Linked DNA regions of Triticum aestivum: region 2 is linked to region 1. The links are chromatin contacts, called in public Hi-C maps. All regions are on one chromosome and are shown on one strand. The core of a region is the stretch at or near the end of the contact, and the rest is flanking DNA. Distances in the headings are between cores, read along the strand shown. Region 1 holds the start of LOC123166848 (protein CELLULOSE SYNTHASE INTERACTIVE 1). Region 2 holds the start of LOC123169262.

Region 1 (2,771 bases), core at 194-2,693:
GCACTTAATGAGTGGCAACGGGTGCGCCACGAGCTTTTGGGCTAGCACCGAGCCCGGCCGACCGCCATTCGTGTATCTGCTGACGGACCACCGACGGTGTAGATCCGAGCGGCTAGAGGAGGAGCCACTACCTGCATGCGGCCTTGCCGGGGCCTTCCGGCCCGGTGTCCGGCCAGTCCATGGCGGCGCGGCCTCCCACAGCAGGGCGAGCTCAAGACCGACTGGATCCGCTCCAAACCCGGCCGCGGGGTGCGCTATCAGGTGGCCGTGGTTGGGTAGCTTTGGGGTGTCTAGGGGAAGGGGGCTGGGGGAGCGCGCGTCCGAGCTGCACAGCTGCAATGGCAGCGGCGACGGCGGCGGGGGGCAAGAGTGGAGGGGGTGCGGCTGGAGGGAGGAGGGGGCGGATAGAAAAGGGTCCCTGTGCCACCGACGGGCGGGCCAGGGGAGGACACGAGCACACGGTCCGCCTGTCCGCGCGCTGTCCGTTTCACCCCAAAAGCGGCCCAAACTTGGGCCGCGGATGGGTCGAAGAAAATGAACAAAAGTCCGTTTACGTCCGCACGCTGGGCTGTCTGATTTGTTCGTTTTACCCCAAACAGACGCACCCCGACGGGATGGGGTCGCGCGCTGGAATTGGCCTAATAGAGCTGATTACCCGACGGCACGTTTCATACTCACGTAAAACCATATCTAACGCCAAATTCGTGGAAAATGGTAAAGTTTCATACAAATGGAAAACGGCGCGCCACAAATGAAGGGAAGAAAATAAGGGTGGTGACACGAACTAATCAGCTCGTGCAGATGCTCTGCTGAAGGAAGAGGATCGGACGAAAACACCCTCCGCTAGTTTTACAGCTATGCACAAGTTGGCGGATACCTCTCCCTCCTACCCTACCCTACCCTACCTGTTGATTTTCTTGGCTCTGCAAGACAAAACCCCTCCAGCCCATGCAGACTGGCACTAATCAACAAACGCCGTACCTCTACCAGCTTACAATCTGTTTTGTTTAGTCCAATCGACACGGCTTAAACTAGAAAAATCAAAATGTTGCATATACACCCTTGAGAAACGAAACATCTTATGCAGTACCATTTGTTACCTTTTTCTTTATGGAAGTGTAGTTACCTATAAAATCTAGCTTGAGCTGTTAAGCTCACCCTGAGCAAAGTTTTTTTTATCATCGGGCCAAAATTTTATAATTCTTTTTGTACAGCAATTACCTCTGAAATTTCTGCAACGCATATGAACATATTTATCCGAGAATTCCTGAATGTGCAAACAAAAAATAAAACTTTAGTCTTTTTTCTGTAAATGTGAAACATGGGAAGGGTGATTGTGCAAGAGTGCCAGTAGAAAGCTCCAAACCGGGTTGCCCCCCAGTGCCAGCCACTGTCGGCGTCGGCGGTAGGTCGCTGCGCTGCGCTGGGAAGAAGAGAAGAGGGGCGCTCACTCACTGCCACTGGCTATATAAATTGCGGCTCCCTTTTAGGCCCCCGATAATTAGCGTTAATAATATAATTCCGCGCCAGGGAGGGAAAAAAGATAGAGAGCGTAACAGACGACGCCTCTCTCTCTCGTCTGTGTGTGTGTGTGCATGGGCGGCGCCCCCCTCCCCACTGGATCTGCACTGACGGCGTAGCAGCAGGAAGGCCGGCCAACTCCCGGAGATTCCTCGCGAAAATCTCGCGCCGGTTCCATGAGAGGTTTGCGACAATCTTCCGATTCTCCTTTGGTTTTTCTTCCGCGGTGATTCCGGAAATGGCGGGTAGCAGTGGTGTGCTGCTCCAGTCGAGCTCCGGGATTGCGCGCGAGGGTGCGTGATCTAGGCGGTCGCTCGAGGGATTTGCGGGCTGATCAGCGTCCAATGAGGCGATTCGTGGGAGCTGGTGTGAGAAATTGGGAGTGTCGGTGATCCGCTCGGCGGCGGCAGCTGCCGCGTCCGCCCGCGGCTAGATCTGGGGCCGCGCGCCGGTGGTCAGCTGCGCCCGACGCAAAATCCGGGCACAGCTCAGTGCCGAACGGGATTGCTCTTCACTGCGTGGATCTGACGCAGCCGTTTTTTCTTTTTACTTTTACTGTCGGTTTCAGGTTGAGAGCTCGGAGGCAGTGAGGAAGAAGCGGGTAGCCTGATCTGCTCGGCTCGAGGAGGTCACGGACACCTAACATGGCGGCGGCATTAGCGTGGAGGTTCAATGGAACCAACGGCGGCGCAGATCTGGTAGGTGCCCCTCTTGCTGCTGGACGTCGTGGTTCTGAGTAGTAGAGAGTGGCAGGCAGCCTGTCGCTTTCAGAGTCTTTCTTCAACTGCAATCTTCGCTTCCGTGATTAAATAGTAAAGTAGTGGGATAAGGATACTCTTTGAGAGTGAGATCGGTTGTCACTTGCCAGCCTACTTGATACAAGTCCGGCCTGGGTATCGTATCGGTCGAATTTTAAGCTTTGGGGGTTCCTTTCAACCAGGTCTATCGACTTTTACTGTCGACAGACAATAGTTTCGATGTCTATCTTGAGATCAAGGAGCTAGGGAGCTGTTACAGCAGTAGCATTCTTCATTTCTTCTGGTCTGGGCCATGCATGTTCACTCGGGTGATGGCGAAAAATGGGCTCAATAAATCCATATGCTCGTGTTGTGTTAACTTTTGGCATTTATAGGCATTGGAAAGCTTTCTTGTGCCGTAGGCATGTAGCTATTTTAGATGAAGCAAAAGCGTGTAAAAGATGTACTGATTGAATGGCTGGATTTTTGTTGCCGCATCTTTTGCATGGTCTT
Region 2 (2,771 bases), core at 133-2,632, 560 kb before region 1:
AACTACTCCCTCCGTTCCCAAATATAAGTTTTTCTAGAGATTCTACTAAATGACTACATACGGAGCAAAATGAGTGAATCTACACTAAAATATATCTACATACATCCGTACGTTGTATTCCATTTAAAATGTCTAAAAAGACTTATATTTAGGAACGGAGGGAGTACAATGTATCACAAACAGAAAATAATATTAAGGTTCATAAATCAACGAAAGATCATTGTTGTTGTCAGAACGAGTCGTCGACGCGTCGTTGTCATCGTTCTTATACTAAAGCCGGCATGACCTTATTGATTACAACCAAAAATCTTTGTGCACGCGTCCCAGAGGACCACCCACATAGCCATGAATAGTCATATTTAGTTAAAAACGTGCGCAACACTTTTTATTTTGTTTCAAGGCAGACATAGAAGAAGTGCATCACAAATCTCCATAAAATGCGTATCCATGGATGGTGTAATTGATATGGTCGTCCATCCACAGATTGGGCAAAGGTTTTCGTCTGCATAGCATCACTCTTTATAGCCTGAATGCTTGACGATGCTAGCTATTAGAAAAAAACTTCTACCAATGAGAAAGAAAAAAAAATGCTTTTATTACCTTTTTTGGGAAACTATCATCTTATTCTTCAATCATGACAGTAGTACAATGAACATCATAAAAAATGAAAATTACACCCATAGTCAAAGACCACCTAGCGACGACTGCAAACACTGAAGTGAGTCGAAGGCGCGCCGCCGTCATCGCCCCTCCCTTGTCAGAGCCGGGCACAACTTGTTGTAGCAGATAGTCGGAAAGTTGTCGTGCTAAGTCCTCATAGAACCAACGCACCAGAACAGCAACCGTCGCCGATGAGAAGAAGCTCAGATCGAAAAGATCCAACCTGAAGACACATGAACAAAGACTGGATCCGAGCCGATCCATCAAAGACAACCATCGACTAAATCCACGAAATCCGTCGGAGACACACATTCACAAGGCCTCCGACGATGCTAAACACCATAATATAAATGTGTTTTCTTTTACATATTTCCGCCGTCCCTAAAAAAGTTTGTGTTAGGTTTGTGTAGATACGAACGTGGTATCTAGAGCTTTTTGCATAGAGTTGACGCTTACGCTTAAAATCAACCCCCCCCCCCCCCCCCCCCCCCCCCCCCCCAAACCAAAATCAGACCCCGTTCTAGCACGACCGCAACACAGAGAGTATCCGGTGTGTGTCCGTGGGCCGCCACGCCACGTCCACGGTCAAAGCCCCCAGCAGTCTACAGACTGCTGCGTCGACCGAACCACGTGGTCAGAAGCGTCCGCCCGGGCAGCCTTTTTCCGCTTTTCTTTCCTTCCCCGCTCCGCCTCGGCTCGTCAGTTTCCGGTGTTCCCGCTTCCTACACACACGCGCACAGCCCCCCCCCCCCCGGGTCTCCTCTCCTCTCCACCGCCGCTGCCCCATTTCCATTTCCGTTCCCGTCTCCCCCTCATCTCGCCCCAGTCAAAATCCACCTCCTCTCGCTCGCCACGCCACCGCTAAACCCTCGCTCACGCCGCCCGCTTCCTCCATCCCCCCTCCCTCCTCGCCTCGCCCGGCCGCTCAATCTCCTCCGTCCTCGCTTGGTTTCGGCAGCAATTAATACCCGTCGCCGTCTCCGTCGGCCCGAGATCTCCAGGGTTCAGGTCCGAATCTGCTTCCCCCGGTTTTTTCGCTGCCGTGTCCTGATATTTTGTTCGCCGTGTGGTTCGAATCGGTGATGCATCTAGCGAGGGATGCTCCCCGGCCGGTTCCCTGCTCGCGCCCGCCGCGGTTCAGCGGGAGGTTTCTCTAGGGTTTATCGCACCGCGATGTCGGGGGCTGGGAGTGGGATCTCGCGGTGCTTCATCCGCGAGCTGGGGCCGGTTGGTTATTTTGGTTCAGTGCGTTCATCCGGTTTCTGGGCGGTGAGGTGAGGTGCGGGTTTATTGTCGGGAATGCAAACACCGCGGCCGTGCGTTTCTGCGTGCGATTAATCCGGGGGTTTGTCTCGCGTGAGATCTCAACCTGCAAATGCGTTTGAGCGCGCACATGCCTAGCACCGTGCATATGGCTAGCGGTTTGGTGATTGCGCGGATTAGTACTGGCTAATGACAGCTTTGCCATGCCAGATTGGTAACGTTGATGTACTGGTGTTTGGCCCCGTGGTTTATTGGATACAACGTGTCTGCATTTGGGGGGTTAATCAGTCAGGTACTATTTGCCCAGGCTTCATGGTTCGTCGTCCTGCGAGCAGAGCATTTGTGGTCGCTGCGTCTGATTGCCGATCGCGTGCATATCTTGCAGTTCATCACGCACAACAAAGGCTTTTCACCGTGCACTCTTCTATTCCGTATCCATTTCTTGAGATAGCGGGTGACAAATCTGTATCAATACATATTTACCCTATCTAGTTTGTATATACCATTAAAAGTCTAATATAAAAGCATTCATATGAGTTGCTGATTGGTACTAACCATTTTTTAGAAAAGGATTGGTACTAACCATACCATGCGATTTTTTTTGGAGCTAAATGAATAAAGAAATGCCCTCTATGCAAATTTAACCTGCATAACAGTTCATTCCATTCTGACACATGTGTTGTGTTTTGTCATATGGTAGAGATCACTGTGCCACATGTCCTTGATATTCTCCTTTATTTGACTTGTTAACTGAAGAATATCCAGCAGAATTTTATTTCCATCCACTCCATGCCATTTTTAGTTTACAAGTTTACAGTTTCTTGCATGCACAAGCTTCTTACTTAAGG

What was found. Hi-C and Micro-C count contacts between places; a contact is called where the count stands out from the background.
Region 2: a contact with region 1 is called in a Hi-C map of leaf, with 6 times the contacts expected there. The contact joins the promoter of LOC123169262 here to the promoter of LOC123166848 in region 1. A contact is called at or near these places in 3 of 5 Hi-C or Micro-C datasets (all in leaf) and 1 of 1 datasets of contacts at active chromatin or transcription factors (leaf).

What each region holds. Positions count from the first base shown.
Region 1 is chr7D:138,957,739-138,960,509 of IWGSC CS RefSeq v2.1, reverse strand. It overlaps LOC123166848 (protein CELLULOSE SYNTHASE INTERACTIVE 1), which reads left to right and starts at 1,443. Exons shown (of 8, transcript XM_044584654.1): 1 at 1,443-1,704; 2 at 2,090-2,219. The coding sequence starts at 2,166.
Region 2 is chr7D:139,513,513-139,516,283 of IWGSC CS RefSeq v2.1, reverse strand. It overlaps LOC123169262, which reads left to right and starts at 1,382. Exons shown (of 7, transcript XM_044587093.1): 1 at 1,382-1,668.